Regions from separate parts of the Gossypium hirsutum genome. Here region 1 is linked to region 2. A link is a contact called in public Hi-C data. All regions are on one chromosome and are shown on one strand. The core of a region is the stretch at or near the end of the contact, and the rest is flanking DNA. Distances in the headings are between cores, read along the strand shown.

The links. A called contact is a pair of places that touch in the nucleus more often than the background predicts.
Region 1: a Hi-C map of leaf shows a contact between it and region 2, with 5 times the contacts expected there. The contact joins the promoter of LOC107899259 here to the promoter of LOC107898500 in region 2. A contact is called at or near these places in 10 of 34 Hi-C or Micro-C datasets (callus, hypocotyl and leaf).

The regions. Positions count from the first base shown.
Region 1 is chrD04:43,493,792-43,499,186 of Gossypium_hirsutum_v2.1, reverse strand. LOC107899259 (protein MODIFIER OF SNC1 11) reads right to left here and starts at 3,999. Exons shown (of 6, transcript XM_016824923.2): 1 at 3,476-3,999; 2 at 2,901-2,981; 3 at 2,684-2,812; 4 at 2,493-2,553; 5 at 2,344-2,405; 6 at 750-2,215. The coding sequence starts at 3,807. The coding sequence ends at 2,367. LOC107899258 (protein BLISTER) reads left to right here and starts at 4,515. Exons shown (of 7, transcript XM_041091203.1): 1 at 4,515-4,852; 2 at 4,954-5,093; 3 at 5,193-5,249. The coding sequence starts at 5,223.
Region 2 is chrD04:43,331,009-43,336,845 of Gossypium_hirsutum_v2.1, reverse strand. It overlaps LOC107898500 (DNA topoisomerase 6 subunit A), which reads left to right and starts at 2,099. Exons shown (of 1, transcript XM_016823967.2): 1 at 2,099-3,660. The coding sequence starts at 2,296. The coding sequence ends at 3,549. LOC107897996 (pentatricopeptide repeat-containing protein At5g02830, chloroplastic) reads right to left here. Exons shown (of 12, transcript XM_041091197.1): 10 at 5,658-5,837; 11 at 4,680-4,740; 12 at 3,945-4,480. The coding sequence ends at 4,137.

The DNA.
Region 1 (5,395 bases), core at 2,750-5,249, 160 kb before region 2:
TATTTAAACACTTGTTTGGGGATAGTCTTGGTGTTTTTGTTATGTTAACGTTTTTTACTTGGATTTTTTAATGTGCGTGAATATCACAAGCAAATGGGCTTAGAGGACATGTTATAACTTGCCACAAAGTCATGATGGATATTGAAACCTTTTAAAAAAAATTGTGGATGAGACTTGTATTTATCTTTTGTCCTTGTCTTTCACAGATTTATATGCTGATTTTAAGAGATTAATATAGAAGATTATTTAAATAGATTCTCATGATAAAGTTATGTTTGTCTTGGACTATGCTGATCGGCTAAAATTGTCATAGACAGATGATTCCCATGCATCAATTGAAAGACTGTTGTGCTAGTTTTGTTATTTTCATTTGTAACAAGGCAGGATTCGGTATTGAGGGTAAGTTGAAATTTAACCAATGGATCAGCCATGTGCAAATCCCTATGTACTTTCTTTGTGACAAACTGATTTGTTTTCTCAAATAATAATAAAGCTCAGGAGAAAGATTGTATGTTTTTTCCCCTTATCTTTGGTAACATTAGGTCACAAGTTGATTGCCACACCATGTAAATTGGTGAAAACTAGTTAAAATATTTAGGCGATCCCCACCCTTTAGTTTTAACCCTTGTACGAGACCACTATAGAGTTGAGTAAATTAGTCATTTTATACACATTTAACGCAAACAAATGAAAATACGACACAAACTCTTGAAATATGATATACATGAAATGAAATTTAACAGAGCATATAATCCTAAGAAGAAGAAAAAAGTTGTTTTGATACCTTAGAACCCAATACAAGATTTAGATGAATTCCCATTTACAGTTTTACACCAACTTTGACTAGGAAGTAAAATTAACTAAAATATTATCAACATATAGAAGGAACCAATCATGTTTATCCGGCCTTCCATGCAAACATATCCAACCACAAAGAAGCTAGTTATTTTAATAAAAACAAAATATTACACGAGTGAACATTGAACGCCATTCACTTCCACCACAAATTACCTTGTAGAGATTACCCAAATTCATTCACCTGGTGAGACCTACGGAAGCTAGCAATCACCTTAAAGGGGAGTGTTCACTTATCTCAAATACTAATCACTGATCCTGAGATCCTCAAGTAACAAGCTCAGTGAGTTTTTCACTTATGGATCCCATAAAGCTCATCGTCTATTGAAAATATTACCCACAAAAGCAATCTTCATATTATCAAACCATTCCCAATTTTCATCATTTCTCTAATGATCATGCTGTGAACAGCACTTGTAAAATATCCTAACAACATTGCATGGACAATTTATATTGGGAAGATACTAGCTAAGTTGAACTAATGCCATTTCAGCCAGCAGTCTCATCACAGAGCAAACAAATGCATGCAGTCCTGCAACCATCGCGTGAATTAACATGCATGCTCATGCACATACCTGAAAATTGCTTTTTCATTTCTTTTTACAAAACTGGGTCAAGTCTATTCTAGAAGGAACAAAAACAAGAAGATGACAGACCGAATGAACAATAACAATCTAATTTGTCTATAGATAAGCCTCCTGATAAACTCCCACACTACAGTCTTTCTAATAACTTTTTAATCTAAATGCAGAAAACAAGTTATCCATGTTTGCTTGAAGGCATCTAAGTTCATCAATTGTCCAACATATGAAAAGCAGAAAAAAAGATGCAAATACCTTTTCATCTAGAGATTAGGAAATGAGAAACAGAGCTCAAGAATTCCTAAGAAGCCATTTGCTATTTTAACTATGGAAATGGATGTCGGACCCAATTTTGAATACTACTGCTGTCTCACACTTGATCATATTATGCAACTTAAAACAGTATAAGATGCTGCCCAATTGTTACAACAGCAAATAAACAAACTCATTAATTGTTAGGATGAATCTAATAACCACCCCCATACTTTCTCAACTAAATTATCTAACCGGGAAAGTAGAAAATTTATAGCCATTACTCCAGAATTTCTAATGCTTTTTGTAGGATTTAAGAGAGGTTAACACTCCAGGTGGTTGTTGATTCCAATAGGCCTCACCAAATGAATAGACACTGTAAAACACCTTCCAAACTGCCAAAAGAACATTGCCAATTCTTTAGAAATTCATCTGGAGATGGAGTATTGCATCTTAAATTTTGATGTTAGAAATAAAACATTGTAAGGAAGCTGCTGAGCGAATCACAAGCTGTTAGGACACTAGACCTGAAAAGGAAAAGAAAATAATAATGCAACCTCTAAGTTAACTGATATAGACCTATTTAAACAAGTATATTTCTGAGCACAGATGCAGATATATACATGATTAAAGCAATGCATATCTCCAAAGATACCTTCTAACTATGGTAATTTTTATTTAGAGTCCTCCAGCAGCCTTTCCAGCAACAGGAGCCTCCTGTAAAAAAATGTATACAACCTTAAAACACTGAATTTTCTATGATCCAACAACTTTGCCAGAGAAACAACTAAATTAAACCCTTACTGGTTCAATAGTCCCCTTGTGATTTACCTGTGCTAAAGAAGTTGACAGGGGATCCGAAAACCTGGAAAGACCAGAGGAAAAAAAATCAAATTCCAACCTCAACATGCATAAACCTTTGTCAATAGTGATTTCTATAGGCATTTATAGATCTCTAACAATGTAAGAAGCAGTTCTTTAGCATTGGAATGTACCTGATTGCCCTTGCTTTTCTTTTTTCTCCTTCAATGGTGTCAGGTTTGGAATATGGTGAAAATCGGGCAAGACGAGCTTTCCTTTTCTCTTCCTCATCAACAGTTGTAGAGGGTACAGCAAGCCCAAACCTGAGAACCCACAAAAAGAATTAATAAATAGATTAAATGCAACTCCGAGTAATATCATCATTGGGTAAAGGTGGTATGGACAAAAAACCTCTCAGCTCTAGCCTTCCTCTTCACCTCCTCTGATTGCTTCGATGCTTCTGATCCCTTTGGGCTGGGGGCAGTGCCAAACCTGAGACATGTTTGGTTCACAAATCAACAAACACAAAGAAAACTCAAGGAATGGGGTTCAACATCCACAAATACTGTTACTAAACCTTTACCATAAAAATTTAAATGAAAACCCAACAGAACATTATAATGAGCCAAAAACACAGGCATGCTTATCAAGGCAACTAGGTAAGATTACAAAGGGGTTAGACTAATTTCTAGAGAACAAACGGATAGATTGATCAAAGAAAGAGAATAAATTAGAAAATTATGCGCTGCTAAGAGATTCCAAACAATCAAAACAAAAAACAAATTCAAGAGTGTTAATCTATACTTCTCAGCGCACAATGAATCGAAAATCGCGTTTAAACAATAAAATCAGAATAGTCCTTTTTTAGAAATAAATCGAAAAAGAAAATTTTCCCTTCAGAGATGTTCGTCAACTAGGTACAAACAGAAAGGAAAAACATAAATAATACCTAAAACAAAAAGGGGGGGGGGAATTGAAGAATTCACCTCTCGGCCCTAGAATTACGCTTCTCTTGTTCGGACAACTGTACAGGTACGCCGAACCGCTCAGCTCGGCGAATCTTCTTCTGGATATCGTTAACGGGACCGCTTTCATCCCCGACGACCGAGCCCACAGTAGTCCCGGTGGTCTTCGAACCCCCACTCTCCTTCAGAGATCCCTCAGCGTTAGGAGGATCAGACTTATCCGTGGAGGATGACACGATCTTCTTAGGGTTTGGTTCTGCAGATAAAATGGCGGCGAGAGTGACGGATGCAGGAGTCGTCGGGGTGGGGGTGGAGGTTGCGGCGGCGACGGGTTTCTGGGTGGTGGTTGCCATCGGATTAGTTGATTGGTTGGCTGGTTGGTAGGTAAGTAGGGTTACGTGAAAGAATATAGAAGGGCCGAGGAAGAGGCTCGCCGTATCTTTTCCTTTGCGATAAATGGGAAAGCGTTGCGAAATTTTCCCTTATGAGAGCTGCTGGCCTAGCTAAATTCGGTTTGTACAGATTAGATTTTCATTTTTTTTGGGGGGTTTGAATATATAAATATATAAATATATATTATTTTTAAATATATAAATATTATTTTACTAGGGTATGAATATTTTTGATACATGCATATAAACATTAAGTCTACCAAAGCAGATTTAAAATTTTTGTTATGGGTTCGAATTATGTTATATCATCGTTAACTCTAATATTGTATTAAAAAGGATTTGTGTAAAATTTATATTTACTTAAAATATGAGTTGTGCTTAAATTCTAATATTTAAAATTTGGAGTCTAAGTTGATTAGTTTTTCAATTTTAAAATATATATTATATATCTTATGAAATTTAAATATATAACAACATAATTAAGGCTTAATTCACGATTTGACCCCTAAAGTATATCTATTTTTTATTTTAATATTTAATTTTTTTGTCCCAAATTGGTGCCTAAAGTGTTAATTTTCTCTATTTTTCGGTCCAATTGTAATGACCATTAAAAATTCCGTTAAACAACCTTGGCCAATGGGAAAGCGCTATGTGACAATTAAGGCCTCCTTTGGATGCAACTGCATCTCAGTACGTTGGCTTTTTTAGGCTAACAAAAATTACAACTGAAATGTTAGTAAACACAAAGCTGTTTGGAAAGCATTCTTCAATGCGTTGAAAATATATTTCACCTCACCGGAGGCTTAATTCCAGACTGGAGCCTTTTGTTCCAGTAAAAATTTAGCAACTTTAATTGCTTTTTGTTTCCCTCTTTTACCCATATATTCTTCAGTTGCATTCTTCAAGCTTTTTTGATGTTTGATTACCCTTCTTCTCCCCTTTCCCCTTCCCCTTGGGTTGCAAATCAGTGTGGTCAAGGACTTCTTCCGGTTCCTCCTTCATCCAGGTAAGGCTCCTTCTCCTTCTTTCGTTCTTCATTCCTTTTTCTTCTTTCGTTCTTCATCTTCTCTTCTCAGCATATTCTGTTTTGTTTCCTCTCTTTCTCAGGCAAATCTACCATGAATTCTTCGCTGGGTCTTGGCTTAAGGCGATGGTCGTTCTTTGATTTCTAACAATTTTCAGTCATAACAATTTTCCTTTCATTGTTTCTTATTTTCGAGCATCTTTCTCCATACAAGAATCCTGAGGTAAGTTTTTGTGTCTCTCTTTTTTTCTAATTGAAATTTTCATTTTTTCTTTATTTGGTTTTGCATTTTTTTTAAAATTCTGTGTTCTTGGATTGACAGGAGCAAAAGTTCTTGATCGGAGTTGTTCTTATGATTCCTTGCTATTCTGTAGAATCGGTGAGTTTATTTGCTATTCTGTAGAATCGGAGTTGTTCTTATGATCAATGTTGCAAACTTTTGCTTCTAAAGCTGCTTGCAGTGGGAATTTTTGTTGTTAGACTCCTGTGACTTCTTTTATGACTCTTCAATAGTCTGATCAATAA
Region 2 (5,837 bases), core at 850-3,349:
AGCCATCTTATATGTACGCGGCTCCGTAACGTGTCGGGCATCAGATAACCTTCAATTAATTGAAGAATGTATGCCCGAGCATATCAGATTCTTTCAATTTCGGTTGAATCTTCATCCGGATCAGGGAATGTGTCACGTAACCAGCCCATCTCGACCTTACCTCCCTCCATTTTCTCCGGAATAGCGCCCAAAAGCTCGTAGCACACCGCCTCCCAATTGCTAGATTGGGCAGACCCGGTGACTGGGTGCTTGTCCACCGGCAATCCCAACTGCAGACTGACATCTTCTAGAGTGATAGTGCACTCTCCACATGGAAGATGGAATATGTGCGTCTCGGGTCTCCACCTCTCGATCAACGCACTAATCAGTTTCGGGTCCAACTTGCATCCCCGGCCTACCGTCGCCACGTGCTAAGAACCCGCTTCCCGCAGGTAGTTCTCTACCAACGGTGATGGATGAGCATGCATATTCCGGATATTGCATTCCAATACCCGATCTACAGACTTTTATAACAAATAATAAATTAATAATTATCTAAAAATGCATAAATAATATTTAAAAATTAAATTTAACACTTACCATTTTCATTTGTTCCACCGATATGTGATGCCTATCAAGACAAGTCAATGATCCGGCCATTGATGAAATCGTACAAATTTTTACGATTTATAAAGATATAAAAAAATTTTAAAATTATTTTAAAAAAGGAAATTGAGGGGAAATTGAAATTAAATATGGATTTGAGAGAATTTTGGAAGGAAATTGAGAGGATTTGTTTGTGAAAAAATAAAAAGGGGTGGGGGTATTTATAGTTTTTTTTTGACCGTTGGGGGGCAACGGTCAAATTTTTGACCGTTGGGTACTGTTCACGCGCGGGCCGAAATCGCGTCCACGTCAGCAACTCGCTCTGACGTGGACGTGATTTCCTGACGCGTACCCTGACATCGAGTTGACGTGGACGCTATACGCGAAAAAAGGACCATTCCGATAAATAATTAAATAATGGACCCATTTTGGTAATTTTTGAAAAAAAAGGGCTTTTATTGGTAAATTACCCGTCATATCTCTCTTTTCAAAAAAATAAGCTGAAATTAAGGAGGAGCGATAAATTAGAGATTTTCTTTTAATTAAAATGACAATAAAAAGAAAATAAAACATTTATTGTCATTATTAAATATATTGTTTGTTATGGTTTAAGTACAAATTTGACCAAAATGATAAAAACAAATAATAAAATTATTATAAAAAATAAAATTTTAAATATAATATAATATAATATACCAAATGTTGGTTTGGCTCAATTTATAAGAATAAATCAACATGGTTAAGATGTGACTTGAAAAATATATTAAAGAATTGAAGCATCTCATTCAGTAATAATAATTATTATTATCATTTATCAATTATTATTTTAGTTTAGTTTAGTTTAAATTAAATAGATCACAATCATGATTAACAAGGGATTATAAACCTAATATTAGCACTTAGCAACTTAATGTCTTCTATATCCAATTCCAAACATTGGGACGTGATTTTCGAATATAAAATTATTCTCAATAATTTGGTCATGAATGTTGTGCAGGTCGGGCAACAAGATGGGAGCTCATGTAAAAAGGAACTTTTTCATTAATTCACAAGTTACATTGCAAATGTAAAACCTCCTCCTTTCGTGAACACTTATTCTCCCAACTCTCTAGTTTTTTTCAATTTTGATATTGAGTAAATTGATCATTCTCAAAAAAAATTAGAGCAATTTAATCTCTGTTATTTTTTAAAGTGAGCAACTAAGGATAATTTATTACGGGTTAATGTTTTTCATTATTTTAAATAATTTTAATTCATATAATAATAAATTTAACCCTCAAAGTTTACACATTAATAAATTTAACCTGCAATATTTGTGTATAAATGTGTAAAAATCAATGTTAAATTTATTAGATTTTTTTAAAACTAAGATCAAATTAACAAAATATATAAATAGTGAGAGTTAAATTTATTATTATATCAATTAAAATTATGTATAATTAATATAAAACATTAACTTTATGATAACTGTTCTTAATTAATCACTTCCAAAATTAATAAGAATAAATTACTTCAATTTTATTAATGGCATCAAATTGTTGAATATTAAAATTGAAATTACTCCACACTACATAATTTATGCGCTTCTCTCCGTTTACAAACAACTGACTGGCAAGCCCTTGCAACTAGCTAGCCCTTGCATTTATTTCGTCACTCATTTCCCAATTTCCCGCCTTTTACTTGGGTATCTTCCCTCCACAGTCCATCTCCATGGCCGACAAGAAGCGCCGCCGTGCCGACTCTGACTCCGATTCAGCATCCCAGCCTTTCAAGAACCTTCTCAAATCGGATGCCCAGATCCTCAAAATCCTCAAATCCGTCACCTCCTCTTCCTCTTCTTCCACTTCCAAACCCTTAACCCTAGCCGACCTGGCCCTCTCCGCCACCTGCCGGGAAGTGTCCGACCTCTCACTCTCCTCCGTCCAATCCACCATCGAAGCCCTCGTTCTCCAGCTCACCCACCAAATCCTCTCCGGCCAAGGCTTCTCCTTCACCGTCCCTTCCCGTTCTTCCTCCAACCAACTCTACGTCCCCGAACTTGACCGCATCGTCTTAAAAGACAAATCCACCGTCCGCCCTTTCTCCCACATCTCCTCTGTACGCAAAACCACTATAACCGCCAAGATCCTCTCTTTAGTCCATCAACTCTGTCTCAAAAATATTCACGTCACCAAGCGTGACCTTTTCTACACAGACGTTAAGCTCTTCCAAGACCAGGTTCAATCCGACGCTGTTCTGGACGACGTTTCCTGTATACTTGGCTGCACTCGGTCCAGTCTCAACGTAATCGCTGCGGAAAAAGGAGTGGTCGTTGGGAGACTTATTTTTAGTGACAACGGAGATATGATCGATTGTACTAAAATGGGAATGGGAGGAAAAGCAATTCCTCCTAACATTGATCGAGTCGGAGATATGCAGAGCGATGCATTGTTTATTCTGTTGGTAGAAAAAGATGCAGCTTATATTAGATTAGCTGAAGATCGGTTTTACAATCGGTTTCCTTGTATAATTGTGACTGCAAAAGGGCAGCCGGATGTGGCTACAAGGTTGTTTTTGAAGAAAATGAAGATGGAGTTGAAGCTTCCAGTGTTGGCATTGGTTGACAGTGATCCGTATGGATTGAAAATTTTGTCTGTGTACGGGTGTGGATCGAAAAACATGTCTTATGACAGTGCAAATTTGACTACCCCGGATATCAAGTGGTTGGGGATAAGGCCAAGTGATTTGGATAAGTATAAGATACCAGAGCAATGTAGGTTGCCAATGACAGAACAGGATATTAAGACTGGGAAAGATTTATTGGAGGAAGATTTTGTGAAGAAGAACCCTGGGTGGGTTGAGGAGTTGAATTTGATGGTGAAGACTAAACAGAAGGCGGAGATTCAGGCATTGAGTTCGTTTGGGTTTCAATACTTGTCTGAGGTTTATTTGCCATTGAAGTTGCAGCAGCAGGATTGGCTTTGAGCAGGAGAGGTAAGAACTCAGAATGTGGAATTTGTTGTTTAAGGTTTATGTATGAGAACTTGGAAATTTGTTCAATGTTCACTTTTCGTAAAGATAGTAATAGTTGGATTTCATGTGTTGTTATTTTACTTCTAATTATTCGTTGATTGGTATGGGTTGGTAGCTTTCACAATTTCTATATGCAGGAAATTTGAAAGAAATCATATGCATTTGAAAGCCTAAAATAATTCACATTTAGGTTTAGGACTGTAGGTTACAACAGCAGCAAATATCAATGTCCTCTTTGATACAACTTTGTTTTGTTTCTCGATTATCTTTCTCAAGATAGAAAATGCTTAGGAGAGGAAGAGAATATACAACGGAACTAATACATGAGAAATAGAGTAGTCAGTAGGTACAAATGAAATGACCTCCATTTTATTTCATCACATTCGAGTTAAATATGGTCAGTACAACTATACAGTTGACCTCATCTTTCATCTTGACACTTCTACAGTTCACTCTCTTATTCTCTTTTATATCTATATTTAAATAATTATTACTATATAAAAAACAATGCACAAAATTGAGTTTTATATATAGACACCTCACCTTCTAATAACATCTGTCCTTTTTTGGAGCCAGTGGTTCAAAGATTTCCTCAGAACCTTTAACCTTTGCAAAATCACAGGTCTCCTGGTAGAAGATAAGGGCTTTGATGATAAACTGTTCTTTCCAGCTTTTTCCAATAAAACTGTATTTGCACCAGGAGTCTGCAAATCTACCCATCCATCCTTTTTAACTTGAGGTTCAACCAAGAGTACCTCAAGCCCCAATTCATCCTGCAGAAGTTTCATTGCTGCATCTTTCACCCCAGATATTACATTGGCTGCTTCCTCACGCTTTTCACTGACTCCTAAGATTATCAACATATCATCTCTTACTGAATGCCCTGCAATTGAATTTAGTGAGAAGCATCAAAATATGACTTTGAAATACACTACTTAATCGTGTATTTAGCTTTACGTGAATCAACTATCACAAAGTTCAGATGTCAGATGCATTCATATATGCAGTGTTAATCTGCCTGATCGAAAAGGTATACATATTGTAACCATTGGTTAAAGCATTTAAGTGAAAATATTTTCTACCTTGGACGTAGTTCTCTTTGATCATTCGTAAAACAGCAAGAACAACTATCCGAGCTTCAACCTGTCCATAGTTTTACACACACTCTCATGAGAGATCAGATCAGTTGTCAGGAAAATACAAAATCATGAAAAAGATTACCTTCAAGATTCAAGTTCTCTAAAATATTTAAGATGGCTTAGGGCAAAAAAACAACTATTTAAGATGACTATTGATTCAATCAAGCAGATTTGTCTTTATTATACCTTAAGAACCTTTTTAGCGAGGTATGCAAGTAGTGTCAATCTAGTTCATAAACTTGACATCGCCTGTAGTCAACCAATTACATGGTGACGTGTGGCACCATATTAATGATGTTGTCACTAAAAATCATATTGATTTACACAGTTGGCATCTACTTGTAACATCATGGAAAAGGCATGATAAAAAAATAATTCAAAAAGAAAAACAAAAAACAAAAAGAACTTTTCGTTTGGGCTTCTTTTTTCCTTCAGTTCTTGGGTGTTTGTTTTAAATTAAAAAGAAAAAAGAAAATTGGGTTATAGGAGAATGAGAATGAGCAGACATGATGGATGTTTTAAAGCACAGAGAGACATTAAGGTGGAAAACACACATGGCGGAGATGGTTTCTGATAAATTTCAGTTTATTGCTGAATTTAGGTAATGTATGTCACATCTGGATGTCAAATGTGTAGCTCAAGTGGATTTTCAATGACGACACAGAAAATGTATCACATGTCATTATGTGATTGGTTGAATACTTGAATGTCATGTCATCATCTTCATTTAATGATATTAATCTTATGAACTCGATTCAGTCAAGTGAACTGCAGCTATCACATTGCTCACTTACAAGTAAAAGGAACATCCTTAAAGAACTACTTGAAGCATAGGAACCAAATACGATATTAACTCTACTGAGAACATCCACATTTATGATGCTTCAATTTGCATTAGCATTTAGCAGTAATCAATCGTACCTTTGTAAGTCCACGAAGGTCAACTGCTGGGCTTTCTGCCGTGCTCATCTGCAGGTGCACTGCAATCTTTTCAAGCAGTAGACTGTGAGGTCTCTCTAGGTCAGTTCTTTTGCAGGAACTTAACCCTTCTTGTTTCTGGTTATTTTCGTTTATTACACCTTCACACCATTCTTCAATGAG